Regions from separate parts of the Mus musculus genome. Here all the other regions are linked to region 3. The links are chromatin contacts, called in public Hi-C, HiChIP or PLAC-seq and promoter capture Hi-C maps. All regions are on one chromosome and are shown on one strand. Each heading gives the region's core, a stretch centred on a gene start, on an enhancer-like site or on the middle of the called end of the contact. The rest is flanking DNA. Distances are from core to core; before and after follow the strand shown.

What was found. Promoter capture Hi-C pulls out the DNA fragments that hold promoters and counts their contacts. A called contact is a pair of places that touch in the nucleus more often than the background predicts. HiChIP or PLAC-seq counts read pairs in DNA pulled down with a chosen protein or histone mark.
Region 1: a contact with region 3 is called in a promoter capture Hi-C map of hippocampal neurons, with 3 times the contacts expected there. The contact joins the enhancer-like site here to the promoter of Aig1 in region 3. A contact is called at or near these places in 6 of 39 promoter capture datasets (the 3T3-L1 cell line, 3T3-L1-derived adipocytes, embryonic stem cells and 3 more) and 3 of 9 other capture datasets (adipose tissue, liver and pancreatic islet).
Region 2: a contact with region 3 is called in an H3K4me3 HiChIP or PLAC-seq map of bone marrow-derived macrophages, with 5 times the contacts expected there. The contact joins the enhancer-like site here to the promoter of Aig1 in region 3. A contact is called at or near these places in 5 of 39 promoter capture datasets (the 3T3-L1 cell line, 3T3-L1-derived adipocytes, hippocampal neurons and 2 more), 9 of 484 Hi-C or Micro-C datasets (bone marrow-derived macrophages, conventional type 1 dendritic cells, cortical neurons and 5 more), 3 of 115 datasets of contacts at active chromatin or transcription factors (bone marrow-derived macrophages, embryonic stem cells and microglia) and 4 of 9 other capture datasets (adipose tissue, liver, macrophages and 1 more).
Region 4: a contact with region 3 is called in a Hi-C map of nephron progenitors, with 3 times the contacts expected there. The contact joins the enhancer-like site here to the promoter of Aig1 in region 3. A contact is called at or near these places in 6 of 39 promoter capture datasets (the 3T3-L1 cell line, 3T3-L1-derived adipocytes, cranial neural crest and 3 more), 7 of 484 Hi-C or Micro-C datasets (bone marrow-derived macrophages, brain, cerebellar granule neurons and 4 more), 1 of 115 datasets of contacts at active chromatin or transcription factors (bone marrow-derived macrophages) and 3 of 9 other capture datasets (adipose tissue, macrophages and pancreatic islet).

The regions. Positions count from the first base shown.
Region 1 is chr10:14,115,184-14,118,860 of GRCm38.p6, forward strand. The region is part of intron 2 of Hivep2 (human immunodeficiency virus type I enhancer binding protein 2); the gene reads left to right. The region is part of intron 2 of Gm51759 (a long non-coding RNA gene); the gene reads right to left. Among named protein-coding and RNA genes, the nearest start is that of Gm51759, 10 kb to the right of the region's middle. Within about 2 kb of position 2,033, at least 25 of the 459 cell types and tissues checked have an H3K27ac peak or open chromatin away from gene starts, as enhancers often do. A contact at or near this core is called in adipose tissue and hippocampal neurons, where this site is marked.
Region 2 is chr10:13,683,174-13,686,760 of GRCm38.p6, forward strand. All of the region lies in intron 4 of Aig1 (androgen-induced 1), which reads right to left. Among named protein-coding and RNA genes, the nearest start is that of Pex3, 130 kb to the left of the region's middle. Within about 2 kb of position 1,493, at least 26 of the 459 cell types and tissues checked have an H3K27ac peak or open chromatin away from gene starts, as enhancers often do. A contact at or near this core is called in bone marrow-derived macrophages and macrophages, where this site is marked.
Region 3 is chr10:13,866,929-13,870,776 of GRCm38.p6, forward strand. Aig1 (androgen-induced 1) reads right to left here and starts at 2,029. Exons shown (of 6, transcript NM_001347362.1): 1 at 1,690-2,029. The coding sequence starts at 1,830.
Region 4 is chr10:13,713,081-13,716,426 of GRCm38.p6, forward strand. All of the region lies in intron 3 of Aig1 (androgen-induced 1), which reads right to left. Among named protein-coding and RNA genes, the nearest start is that of Aig1, 150 kb to the right of the region's middle. Within about 2 kb of position 1,616, at least 45 of the 459 cell types and tissues checked have an H3K27ac peak or open chromatin away from gene starts, as enhancers often do. A contact at or near this core is called in cerebellar granule neurons, cerebral cortex and nephron progenitors, where this site is marked.

The DNA.
Region 1 (3,677 bases), core at 783-3,282, 250 kb after region 3:
TTGTAGGTTCCCCTCCAAGATCCATGTGACTCACTAGCCTTGTGTGTTCACTGGGTTTCTGCAACCCGGAGACTTTTTAAAACAACATTCATCAGCAACCTTTATGGCAAACTTAGTATTTATTAAATGTGATTTTTGTCACCTGGTGATTTTCATACAAATCTAATAACCTAAAAGTAAAGTTGTTTTTTTTTTTTAAAGTGGTACGTTGTAAAAAACAATGTACCACATATTCATTTCTAGGAAATGAAATCAAGAAACCAGCAGTTTGGGGAAATATTTTTCTTTTATTTTGATGGAGAAGCCAAGCTTTAAAAGATCACTTAAAATTAATGGGAAAATTAATTTTCCAAGAGAGTTTGACTATGTCTTCATTTTAATAATGAAAATAATTGCCTAGCTTGCAGGACTATAAGTGATTGCCTGTCTGGGCAAACTCACTCCAATCAATTCTGTGATATTCATCTTAATATCATTGGAATCTCTGCGTTAACATCACAGTAATGTTCTACAAGGTCAGAGCATAACAATGTCACTAAGGTTTGTTGATTTCCAAGAGAAAACCAAACTTGCAATAATTCAGGTTAAGTCACAGAATTATACATCTGTTGGGTCTACTTTCTTCTTCTTTGTGTGAAGTGGTGAAAAGGGAGCAGTAATCTGAAACTTCAGAGATAAGAACGTGGTCTGAGAAAAGTATGTCCCATTTCCGGTAACCCTTGTACAGCCAGAACTAAGGGCATTTCCCTGGTCTCAGCTTGTCAGCCATTCACAGGGGATGCCTGGTCAGTGGAGGTGGCTGGCAGTAATAGTGAATTGGAATTTGTGCTGATCTACTGAGAGCTGAGCTCTCTCTGTCTTTCTTACCTCTTCCTGTGGTGACTGTTAGATACCCAGTTACGGAAACTGCACAGAGTTGTTGCCTAAAACTTTCAGTTATCTATGGCATCTTGGCTCCATTTATGTCTTAGATGATGCGAATGCAAAAGAGTTCAATGATTTGTTCTCCTTTTATGCTGAGAGATGACATGGGTTTTGTTTGTTTGACTTTAGTATAAGTTCCTATTACAAAGGGACTTTATTTTCACTCTTTGAAAATGAGCAGACAAATCTTTATTTGTAAGGAAAACGAAATTTCAAGTAAATAAAAAAAAAATCACATCCCACAATTAACCAAACCCGCAGTCTTTGCAACTCAGTAGAATTTTGTACAATTAGAATAGGCATTCGGAATAGAAGCTGTGCAGCTTCACATTAAATTTTACACTTTTGATAGCAATAATATCTTATGCACCACCCAAGCCCTCTGCCCAAAAATCCAGAATGGACTTAGAACTAGAAAAACAATTAACCTTACAGCCTCTTCTAAAACTCACACTCATTATCTGGATTCAGTTCCCTCCTCAATCTCATATGTTAGCCTTTGTTGTTTTCTGTTCTTCATGTGATACTGTACCCACATGTGTATATACTCACATGTATACATATATTATTTTATACATGATATTTCTCTCATATTCCACATACAAGAGAAAATGTTTTTGCTTTGTTTTTCCCCCTTTCTGAGGCTGTGTGACCAGGCTTCTTTTGAATATGATTCTCCTCCTCCTCCTCCTCCTCCTCCTCCTCCTCCTCCTCCTCCTCCTCCTCCTCCTCCTCCTCCTCCTCCTTCTTCTTCTAAGAGATGCTATTTGAGTATGGTGGTATTTTCTTTTCTTTCATTTTTGGCTTTCAGACATTCTTTCTCTTCCTCTAATGGGAAGCAGCCATGGTCCTTGTCTTTGATGACATTTCCAGGTTAGAGAGGAGCTTGACAGCTGTCATTTTGAGTGTTCACAGTGGTTGATTTGAGGCAAGAAGAACCAAGTTTAAAACAGAAAATAAATCCAGCATTTGCTTAATAATTTGCTCTTGGCTGCGGTAGAATCTTATCTGGCCACCCACATTCATCTGCTTGCTGACGTGGCTTCTGCCTCAATCGCAGAAGCTATTTTTTGTGCCTTTTGTGTCTTTAGAGGAACCAACTGGGCCTGCTTGCTTGTAATGAGTCATATCTTAAAGTGCATAGGGTGTCCCAAAGTCCTACTTCAGGGGTGCAGTAAGGTGATGAGGGGAAGGGAGGAGGGGTGAGAACCCTCGAAGTCTTTGTAAGAGGTGGTCCCAGGACATGGCACCTTTTCACTGTCGGGTTGTGGTTCTTTAGTTCTTTGGCAAAAGTTTTGGGATCATCTTGCCACACTATAGACCAAGGTGCTGTTGCAGTCTTAATTAATAAATATACAGTGTCCATCTGTGGGCATGGCAGTCATTTTTTTTTTTTTTTTTTTTTTTTTAGTATTCTGATGTCCTGTGTAGCCCAGATTGACTTAGAATTTGCTTATCTTCTGCCCTCAGCTTCCTGAGTTCTGGGATTGCAGGTAGGCAATACCACACCAAGATGTATAATATTATTTTTTTGTTAACCTTTTATGCATAGAGTCAAAAAAATCTCAGATGGTATACTTGGGTTAAGTAATGTGATCTTCCTTGAATTTCTTTATACTAGATTTAGATAAATATTAATTCATAGTATAATAAAGTTCTTTTCTTTATTACTTACTAGTATCTATGAAGGAGCTCTAGTTTTTTCTCTTTTTTTGGTTTTGGATTCATAGTTCAGAAATTAATTTTAGCACAGAATGTAGCAGCTGAAAAGGAATTTTTATGAGGTTGTCTGAGCGTATGAAGTTACCTGATGATGACTCTCTATAGAAGCTTCGTGGGGAACCTCTGAGACCAGGAGACAGAATGGCAGCTTGAACTGCAGGGCCACAGCTTCCATGCTTGGTGCATTTGATTTGATTTTGTGCCCACAGTGCACATATGTGTGCAGTTGCACACACATGCACATGGAGGCAGACTTTGGGTGTCCTTCCTTAGGCACACTGTCCACTTTAGTTTTTGAGACAGTCTCTCCCTGGCTCGGAACTCACTGAGTATGCTACACTAGCTAGCTAGTGAACCCTGGAATCTGCCTAGCCCTGGCTGGGGATCAAACTCATGTCCTCAGGCTTACCAAGCAAGCACATTATCAACTGAACTATCTCCTTAGCCACAGTACATCTAGTTGTAACTATAGCATTGTGTTTTAAATTGCTTCTACTCTGTTACAAGAAATTCTCTTTTAATGAAAATATTTATTCAAAGATTTGCATTATGTTAAAAGAGAAATTTTTTGTAACATTTTTTTTAATTAGGTATTTTCCTCGTTTACATTTCCAATGCTATCCCAAAAGTCCCCCATACCCACCCCCACAATCCCCTACCCACCCACTCCCCCTTTTTGGCCCTGGCGTTCCCCTGTACTGGGGCATATAAAGTTTGCAAGTCCAATGGACCTCTCTTTGCAGTGATGGCCGACTAGGCCATCTTTTGATACATATGCAAGAACTCCGGGGTACTGGTTAGTTCATATTGTTGTTCCACCTATAGGGTTGCAGTTCCCTTTAGCGAGAAAATTTTTAAATTAAAGTAATGCTTTTTGAGTGATACAATCCCAAATTTTAGTTTTTGAGAGCTGGCAGTTTCTGTGGGTGAAGACACACAGCATGCCCATTAAGTTAACTGTCAGCACCAACAGCTTGAATGTTCTTGTTCATCCTTCAGGTTCTCAGAATTTGTCTGTGAACTTCAGTGAA
Region 2 (3,587 bases), core at 243-2,742, 180 kb before region 3:
ATCGCGATTTCTCTCACTAAGCTAATGTAAGCCTATTTTCTGTACTATTCTGACTGTTGCCATGTCTAAAGATTATCAACACTTAGGACCTGTAGACAGGAGGGTGTCTATTTTCTTTAAGGTTTCAGGTACAGATTTTTACTCTGGACAGCGAAGGGAGGGGACTTTGAGAACAAGTATTGAAACAAAAATCAAGACCCCATGACTCTAGCTAGTTTTGAAGTCCCCTGATGGAATTGCAAAAAAGCTGACAATAATGCCCCACAGAAAAACTGAACCAAATAAGGGGCATGAGAGAAGGAAAGCTCCCTGAAAACAAGATGCAGGGATTGGAGCCTGATCGACGGGTGACAACGGCAGACCTACATTGGGAGAAGTGAGCTCCATGGAATATGGAGCAAGGGAAAGCTTCAGAGATGAGGGGCACTTACTGTGATTGACAGAGTGGCTGCAGGTGGATAGTATTGTGGCTGGAGAACTAAGGAAAGAGGAGGGGGGGAGGAGGGGGAGGAGGAAGAAGAGGAAGAAGAGGAGGAGGAGGCCAGAGCGTCAGCAGGGCCAGGTAATGAAGAGTAGCCTAAAGGGTGTAAGGAATTTTGGACTCAATCCATAGAGGCAAAGAGATGTCTATACACTCAGATCATTTTTTTAAAAAACCGTCTGTGGACAGACAGGGGGATGGCAGGGGGTGGGAGCTTCATGCTATAGCTCAGGCGACACTTCTGGAGCTCGGATCATAGTTTGAACCCCGGAGGCAGAGTGAAGTGTGAAGCTTCTGAAGATGCCTCGGAAGCACAAGTCTGAGCAACTGGTGGCCTGTTGTTGACACCGGAAAGATGACTTCAGGATGTCTGGTGTGTTTCTGGTATGAGTAATGGATGGCTGATGATGTTGGGGCTGGGGGAGGGGGTGCAAGTTGGTGCATGGGATAGGGAATTTAGGTATGGCCAGAGGCGGTTTTGTAATTGCTAAATGAGTAGATATAACATATGCTTAGGAGAGTTTCTGAACTGATGATCACAGAAGAGACGGGATGACTCAGGGAGAGTGAAGGAGCTGGCACTGGGCACTGAAGAACTCCAATATGGGGTTTTGTGTAGATGGAAAAAGACCACAAAGAAACTAAGAGAGATTGCCATGATCCTCGGACATGGGAGATATTCGTGGGAAGACTGACAAGAGTCCTGAAGTTACAGGAAGACGGTGTTTTGAAAAGTAGGGATAATGCAACAATAGAGATCCTACAAAGCATGTGCAACTTCAATGAACAAAAGTCACTGGTGATGTCTTGTGACATCTGTACAGGTTTTGCTAATGAACAGTTAAGCCACACTGAGGTGGGCTAATAATAGTAACAATATGTACTCTGGGCATATGCAAAGCTGAACATTAATATTATCATAGTGATCCAACAGTCTTTTGAGGGTGATGGGTACTATTAATCATCTAGTCTACAGATAAGAAGAATGAGACAGAGAGGGGTCACATGACTATCCCAAGTCATACATTAGGAACATGACTCAGGCTCAGCCAGTCAGAGTCAGGAGTTCATTCTCCAAACAGTACAGTGTCCTGACTGTTTTTTTTTTTCCTTTTAAAGATTTATTTATTTATTTTATGCATAAGTACACTTTTGCTCTCTTCAGACACACCAGAAGAGGGCATCAGATCCCATTATGGATGGTTGTGAGCCACCATGTGGTTGCTGGGAATTGAACTCAGGACCTCTGGAACAACAGTTCGTGCTCTTAACCGCTGAGCCATCTCTCCAGGCCCTGTGTCCTGACTTTTAAACATGAATGTGAGAATGGATACAATATGGTGTAGGGAAGTCGTGAGAGCAGCTCAGCTGTGACACACTGGGCAGCAGGTAGGTGCCCAGGGACTGTTCGTACAAGAGCAGTGTTTGTAAGGCAGAGTCAAGAAATGGGTTCAGATATTGACTGGAAGCGTCTAGAAGGGAGACTAAAGTCATCAAGGAATGAGGTCATCAGTGGAAGGTTACAGAGTAGTTTGGGTGGAGGGGGTATGTGCTGAGCACAGGTTTGGAGACTCCCTGCCGGGGAGGAGAAAATGGGCACTAAAAAAAATGTTTGCAGAGGTGGCCAGTTAGATCCCTTCCTTGTCCTGAAATAAAAGGTGAAAGGCATAAGGGGAATGAGGGAGAGGGGTAGACAGAGATGCAGGTTGCATCAAAGAGACGGCAGCATCCACTCAGTCAGTGATTCCGAAAGCCAAGGGGAAAGCAACCTTAGTGACAGGATGGTTGGAGGGAGCTGAGAGGCTGAGGAAGGCTCACAGGGAAAGTTATCTGTGAGCAGGCAAGGTCAACAGCGCCTCTAATTCTTAGCTCTCCAGGGACACGGAGAGCAACTGAGAACCAGCCCTTTTGGGTGGGAGAGGATGGAACTGAACAATCAGTACTGGGGATTGGCATGGACAGTATGCTCAGGCCTTCTTAGTTCACGTGCAGAGCTAAGGAACTCATGTGACCCGCACACTGGTGAACACTGTGAGGGACCCGGGGCAAATCACCGTCAGGTGGGAAATTCTCAGTTGTCCACACAGGCTTCTTGTTAGAATCCAAGAAAACAATGCTTTTTCGGCAAAGCACTTGTGAAAAAAAATGAGCAGATTGGGATAATGGGAAAGCAATGACATTCTCGGCTCCCAAGGGAGAGCTGAGCTCTGGAAATAACTTAATACGTGAACCATAGGAACGTTTCAGAAAAAAAAAAAAATGCTTTCAACATTCTCAATAGAGAATTCAGAGAGACAATCACCATGAAAGAGGAGCAAGGCCCATGAGAACAGGACATAGAATGAAAATAAAAACGCTGTTTGGGAAAGAGAAAGAGACTCTGCAGACATGCAGGATTCTTTTTATTTTTCCTGCTTAGAGAGATGAAAGACTTTCATGAGGGACTCTTCTTATGAGTTCATTAGTCTCCACAACTCTGAGAGGCAGATGTTTGTTCCCATTTTAGAGGAGGCAAAAACCAAAGTTCCCGTGACCTCTGACTATGGCAGTACATACTCGGTTGCTTGCTCTTGGAAAATTCTTGTCTCAAAGTTTCACTTGTCATTGGGCCATGGAGATACCTCAGTGCCAGACTTCCCTCTGGTAAAGCAGTTTCCTCTGCAGCTTATCTATTTCAGGACAGAAACGGAAGGACAGTGGCCTGTCCCACGGCTGCCCCTCCCTTACTTGCTGTATCCCTCCCGGCTCAGCTGTGAGGCATACAGAAGGTCCTGAGACCACATTCCAGCCTCAGCATCAACAGTCACCAAGGATTCTCCAGTGCTTGCCTTTATGAGTATGGAGAGGTACCTCCTTCTCAGGAGGCTCCACAGAACTCATAGTCAAGTAGCAAGGGCACTCACTGCCCCTTACCAGTCTAGGCTGGGAGAGCTGGGGAGAGGGCCTTGGAGGAGAGTGAGCTGCTTTGACGGTGGGAAGGGAGTCCTTAGCTACCTCTTCACTAGCCAAGGTATCACACTTTTGGCTTGAACCCTGGACTCTACTACCGGAAAATCTGAAAAACGTAACAAAACAGTCCCCCCAAACCCAAAAGTACTATAAAAGA
Region 3 (3,848 bases), core at 779-3,278:
TGTTTGGTTGGTTGGATTTTGGTTTTGTTTTGTTTGGTTTTGGTTTTGGTTTTGGTTTTGGTATTGGTTTTTCAAGACAGGGTTTCTCTGTGTAGCTCTGGCTGTCCTGGAACTCACTCTGTAGACCAGACTGGCCTCGAACTCAGAAATCCACCTGCCTCTGCCTCCCAAGTGCTGGGATTAAAGGCGTGTGCCACCACCGCCCAGCTCACATTTTTTTTAATAGTATGTGGGCATCACTAATTTAAGTTCACTCTTAAGAAGATTCCTGGTGACTTGTCAGCATCCTAAATGCTTTCTATGCATAACTATCAGAGCCTTGGGGCTACTGAAGATTGAGTATACTCTGTATATGCGAACATCTGCTTGCTGTACCACACATCTGGCAAAGCCAGTCTCCACTGACTAGCCAATCAGCCCATCCAGGCAGGTACTCCCAGAGTTAGCCATCTATATGAAAGCTACAAGAAGCTGAGAGCAAAGTCCTATCATGTGTTCTTCAGGTGGGCAGACAGTAGGAGGAAAAAGACGCTGGTAGGGAATGCATATATTCAGACGGAAGTTAATTCCAATAAGAAGTTGAAAAGCCCAACTCAGGCAGGCAACACCAGGCAGCCCTTTGCCTAGAGGCAGGTGGGAAAAGTTGCGTATATCTTATATATTGAAAATAGAAGGTTTTTTGAAAACATCTACCTGTATCTCTTTAGGCATCTTACACCGACGGAACGATATTCAAATAGGTTCAAATTTGTCAAAGTGGAGGGTCAAGAAAATTTGTGCCAACCTTGTGATTGCACCAAGCTTATGCATAACCTCAGAGTCTTTGCGTTCCAGGAGTTGATTGTATGTTTTTCTCCGTGATCTTTTAATTGCTTGTGTTTCCATACACGACCCTTGTTTGATAACCTTTGAATGTATTTATGACTTAGTCTTGGTGACTTTTCAAAGCTCTACACCTACCCCAAGTCATTACAAGGCATTGTGCCCTCTGATTATCTACAGGAGTGCTTTCGGTACCCAAGGTATAAAAACTTAAAAATAATTATCGTTGTCTGCTCCTCTTTAAAATTATCACGTGTCAACAGAACAGATGATTACACAAACTGCAGGCTTTCAATGTGAACGACTAGAAGTTCAGTAGTTGCCAGGTGGAGCCTCACCGTGAACTGCTCTCTCAGTGTTTCTAGAAAGAGTTTTAAACAAATTGTTGACAGTGGGCAGAAAAACATGTGCAAGGGTTTTTTCCTATGGGGCGATTTCCCTCCTCCGGAAGGAGGTGTGTTTGTGTGTTTCTAAGCCATGCTCCATGGAACCAGACAATACTCATGTCTCCTTTGGGTGCTGCAAGTTTACCTTTGCATGTGGTTCTGGAAAACACTTCGGTGGAGAATTAATCTGAGGGCACTCATGATCGGGGCCAACAGATGCTTTTGGTGGCACAATCCTATTCCCTGGTCACTTCTTAGAAGCAGGCCTGTGCCCGTTTGGCTGTACTCCCATGTTTTCCTCCTCTACCTACCAGGTAAAGGTGAGAAGGGCATCCAGGCCTTCAGTGGAGCCCAGCGTGGCTGTTGGTGGCCAGCACGCGTTGGTGCTCCCGTGACACACACACAGGCACAAACACGCACACACGCACAAACACGCACAAACACGCACGCACGCACACGGGGGTGCAGCCCACGGCCTTACCAGATCAATGAAGGTCAGGAACTTCCAGCTGCCTCCGTAGGTCTGATGCGAGGGCATTTCGATGGCCTTGTAGTTGCACAGGATGGAGCAATAGGATAGCAGGATTGCTACCCGCAGCACCTGGCAGGGGACAAGCGCCATGTTCGCGCGGCCTGGCCCCGCCGGGCTGCTCGTGGGGAGGGCAGGCGAGCTGCTCCGCGGTGCCGGGCGCCGTGGGAACCGGGGCGCGGCGCGGCGAGGGGCGGAGCGCAGGAGGCGGGGCGCGTCCCCGGGGACAGTGGCGGCGCCGAGCGCACCGGAGACCTGCGCGGGCGGGGCGGCAGTGCAGCCTACGCGAGCTGGCGGCCTGGTGTCATCTCTGGCGTCATCTGCGTCATTCTGCAGCGGCGTTCGTCGTACCGGCCGGGCGCCCCCTAGGCGGTCCGCGAGGTCCACCCCCCCCCCCCCCCCCCGGCCTCCAAGGTGGGAGCGCCTTTCGGGCAACCACGGTTCCAGACGGGAAGGACCTGACCGAACCGGTCCGGACCCGGCATCCCCGGGCAGCTGGTGCTGGCTGCCATGGCACCAGATGGGGTCAGAACGTGTAAAGCCACACACAGTCCCCCTCCAGTGACACCCATTACTTAGGATTCAGTTGAGGGTTTAATGTTAATGAGCATTTATGACTGTGAAGCCCCTTATAAATTTCACAAGGCTTTAATAATTTATCAGTATGCACGAGCTTTGAACAAATTCTTTTTTAAACTTTTTATTACGTCTTGTGGGTATATGCATGTACCACAGGACAAACGTGGAGGCCAGAGGACAGCTCAGGTGTGAGTCCCCTCCATCGAACTCAGGTCATGAGGCTTGATGGCAAGCTACTTTAGCAATTACTGACCAGGGCAAGTTTTATAAATAGAAATCTGTGCTGATTGCCATGACTGCTACGAGACAGCATTCCATTTGAAAGTCAAACCACCCGGAGGATGTAAACCTCACCCACGCATGTGTGATTTAATACAAATCTTTCGGAGTTAAAATTCCTTTTGCACTTCGACATTTCCCAACCCACCTCCCTTATACTACCGCACCAGAGCTGAATGGGAGGAAAGTAAATATAAACTGGATTCCCTCAGCCTTCCAGTAAATGTTGTCACAGGGAAGTTGCAACAGTCTGTGGGCAGAGTAGGGTTTTTGTTTTCTTTTAAATCATGATCATGTTTCAACCAACCAGATAAAGGGTCCGGTTATGAGAAGACCACATGAGTATTTCCTGTGGATCCATTCAAAACAGGTGTCCCATTCAAATAGTCTCTGAGTCAGAGGGTGTGGTGGGAAGGTCTAGGGGAAAGCATAGTCTCAGAGGTAAAGAGAAGCAAACAAATCCGACTCGTAGTTTTTTCCACTCCACTAGGGAAGAGAGCCACTAGGTCTTTTTAATTGACATAATTATGCTGAAAGAAACTGAAATCACAAGATGATATTACTAGCATAAAGCATTCTTCACTCAGAATTTATGAGTTCATACTCATGTTTAAACAGGATCTATTTGCGTGTGTGTGTGTGTGTGTGTGTGTGTGTGTGTGTGTGTGTGTGTCCTTAATGAATGTTCATATAATTACAAGAAAAAATGAATTTACTGAAGCCCTCTCACTTGGGCCTAATGAAGTTTTATAAAGTGATGTGATATTACAAAGTTTGATACAACCCTCCTACTTTACATTTGAGAAAGTAGTTCACAAGATTTCTACCCATTCCCATAATTATAAAGTATTGTTTTATGAAGCTATTTAAGAGTTTACTATGGAGAATTTTTGAATAATTACTATGACATCAAGAGTTCTGTTGCTCTCCCTGCCAATCCCCAGAGGGGTGTTTTGAGACGATTTTAACAGACTTGCTTTCATTATCTTGATTGATTATCTTCTTGTGAGATGATTTTGTGTTTTTAATAATGGAACATTTTATATAAACCTGGGCTGAAATTGTGCTTCATTAAAAATGTCAATCCCAGATTCTTGAGATTCTTGATCATATTTTCATAGCGTGTTCAATGGGTTTCATTTTGCTTTATAAAATATTTTTTAAATTCTCATTTCCTGTTTTGCTTGCATTTATGTCTTTGAGGGTATTGCGCCCCCTGGCACTGGAGTTACGGACAGTTGTGAGCTGCCATG
Region 4 (3,346 bases), core at 366-2,865, 150 kb before region 3:
GGGCATGGGTGGGGACCCACCTTGCAGACACACAGGGGATGCAGAAAGCACAAGCCTGACTTTCTGTCATTGTAAGTTCACAGGGAGGGCAGAGGGATGCCTGGTCCTTTCTGCAGGTCTCTCAGAAATCCATCTCCTCCTAGTGAAGTAGATTGTAGGCAGCCCTTGCCAAACTTAAATTGCATCCATGTTACAGAGGAAAGAGGCTTTAGCACATTCCTTTGGGGAATGGGAGCAATTTATTTTGTTTGTTTCTAATGGAGAGGGTTAGTTCCAGAATCTCACTGTGAGGTCTGAGAGTAAGTTGAAGACCGCCAGGCAACAAGAGGGGGAGAGAGAAATAGAATGACGAGAGGCTCTTGGGCTTTATCAGGTGATGGAGACAGCAGGAGCACCCAGTTTTAAAGCCAAGGCATAAAGTACCATTCTTGACTTTACATCAGGAATACATTAAGCCCAATACCGTATGACTGGGCATGCTTTCCCAATTCTATGATTTAGAAAATAGGTGAGAGAGAGAGAGAGAGAGAGAGAGGGCGGGGGAGAGGGAGAGAATGAGTGTGTTTATGTGATTGTGAGCATGAGTGAGAACAGGTGTGTGTTTGTGTGTGCATGTGTATTTGTTTGCATGTAGAAGCCAGGCACAGACAGGGGTGTCTCCCTACATCACTCTCTGCTTTAGTTTTTGAGGCAGGGTCTCCCACTGAACTTGAAGCTTACCAGTTTCGATAGCTGACAGGCCATCTAGACTCCAGATCTGCCCACCTCTACCTGACTCTGAGTCCCTGTTGTACACAGGGACTGTGGTTCCAAACTCAGGTTCTTATTGCTGGAGCAGCACACAGTTCACCAGCAGCACCACCTGCCTTCCTAGCCCGGATGATTGCTTTTGGTTTTCAAATGAACCCATCTCCACAACTCAGCACAATTGACTGTAGCAACTTTGGGGTAGTGTGGGGCAGGTGCGTGCGTGTGCATGTGTGTGTGCGTGTGTGTGTTTGTGTGTGTGTGTTGCTTTGTTTTTCTCTCCTTGCCACTCAGATAGCTCTGGGCTTGTGGCTTGCCTGCCTTTTGAGGAAAGAGAAAGAACACAAACGAAAATGACCCGGGCGATAATGTGAATCTGAAAAGACTGCGACTTCCTAGCGTGTAACTGGGGATTAGGAAACATCAAGACAAAAGCTCTCATCTACTGGTCTCCCTGGAAAACTGATTTTACAATATAATTTACTTCTGAAGGGTGGGCTCTGTCTCCTCCTAGGAGAGGGGTCTTGTCACAGAAAGCAGAGAACATCAGCACATGGCCTCAAAGATTAACACGGGTGGCGTAAATAAGAAAAACATCTCCCTTTCAGCCTTCCCAAGCCTCTAATGAGACCCTGGCAGCTTCAGTGATATATGGCCTTTTTTTTTTTTTTTTTTTTTTTTTTTTTTTTTTTAGTTTCAGCAGAAAGCAGTATGCTTTGGGTCTTCAGAATACTGTTTGATAGCTTCACAGAAACCAATCAATAACATCCAGGTAACATTTTCTGCAAGGCACATAAATCCTGGCCTAGGGAGCCCAGCTGTTGTGAAATTCTGGATGGGTTCCAGTTTCCACCCAGGGAGTCTCAAGGCAACGATCCTGAATGTGGGGCTTTGTCTGGATTTCAAGGGAACATAATCGGGTGACATCTGGTCCCCCACCTTGTGCTGGCTCGGCCACACTTCATCCGCCATGGCTCTGGGCACCTCCTGCAGGGTTTCCTGTGAGTGCCAAGCACCAGAGCCCTGCCAGTCACCAGCTGCCAATCAGTTTTTCACAGTGGGGGACAAAAAGCAAACTTGGGGCCTTGACGATGCCTGCTGGGAACAACTCATAAAAATGATCTTCAAATGTAATTTGGATCCCTCTGCCCCACACGTTACCGGACATCGGACAAAAGAGAATTTACAAAAATAACTGACGGGAGGAAAAAGGATCTGTGGAGAGCAAGGAAAAGGACCAGAAAAGAGCAGTGTGGGGCACAAGCTGGTGGAGAGGTAAGGAATGAGTGGGAGTGAATGATAAACACACAGAAGGGCATGCTCCCATGCAACAGCTAGCAGTTTCACACGCAAATCCTCGGACTTTTCTTTTCAAATAAAAGCGCATGCTGATGCAAGGATGAGGTGAAAACCCTGTGGCTGTGGTCACTGGAGAAAGAATATAACACAGCCAGCAGCTTGACAGCACATTTCCCTATTACACATGATCTTAAACCCCATTCCAAGGACTGCCATTCAAGTTCTGGAAATCTAAGCTAAAGAAATAATCATTCGTCTACGAAAAACAAACAAACAAACAAACAAACAAACACAAGATAAAATACAGACTTCCTCAGCTACAGCAGCAAAGGTGTTTCCCCATGCTTTACACACTAGCAAAATTATTTTTAAAACATTATCTTAATTATCCCTAAGGAGTGAATCGTTCTTAAACTAAGATATGGCTAATTATGAACTAACAAGATATTTAAAAATGTTTAGACACTGAAAAATAGTTATCCAATTGAGTTTCCTCGAACTTCCTTGTAAAACACTCTACAATGAATGCACTTATAATAGCAGCAGCGAGGAGCGTCGAGCGCTCCTCTTTCTGTTCATATGTGTGCACACAGGTGTGTGTGTCATGGAGCAAGTGTGGAGGTCAGAGGGTGGCTTGTGGGACACAATTCTCACCTTCCACCACATGAGTCCAAGGGACTGAGCTCAGGTTTCGGGTGTGGCAGCAAAAATCTTTCCCTGCTGAGCCTTCTTGTTGGCCCTGTTACATATACATATTAGGTGTTTTTTACTTTGTGTGTATAACACCATTGGTAGTAGTATTATAGATAAACTAATAAAAGTCCATGAATACATTAGACCTTTATAGGAAAATGAGGAAGAGAGCATTTTTAAAGAGACAGAAACATGAAGAAACAGGACAAGGCTTAGACTATTCACTGAGAAAAGTCAGGAAGTGAGAGAGCAAATGGGAAAATTCTCAAAGCAAAAATAAACTAGGGTGAGAAGGAAAACCTAGTATCAGACACACAGAGAACAAACAGGAAACATTATCAGATTCAAGTGCAGCAATTTCACATAGGTCACCTTTTCCTCTCAAAGGGAACTGGTTAAAGGTTGTTCTTGTGATGCTAGCATAAGTCCATATTGACCTTTCAACACATAAGAGTCCAGGACAACCTGGCTCAGGGCACTTGCCCACAAGTAATTTTCCCTTACATGTACAAAATCATGACCCAAAGAGTCATTACAAGTTCCAGTGGGTCTCGTGGGACACCAGTGCCCTAATACACACTTGGGTGGCTGCCAGCCTGATGATTAG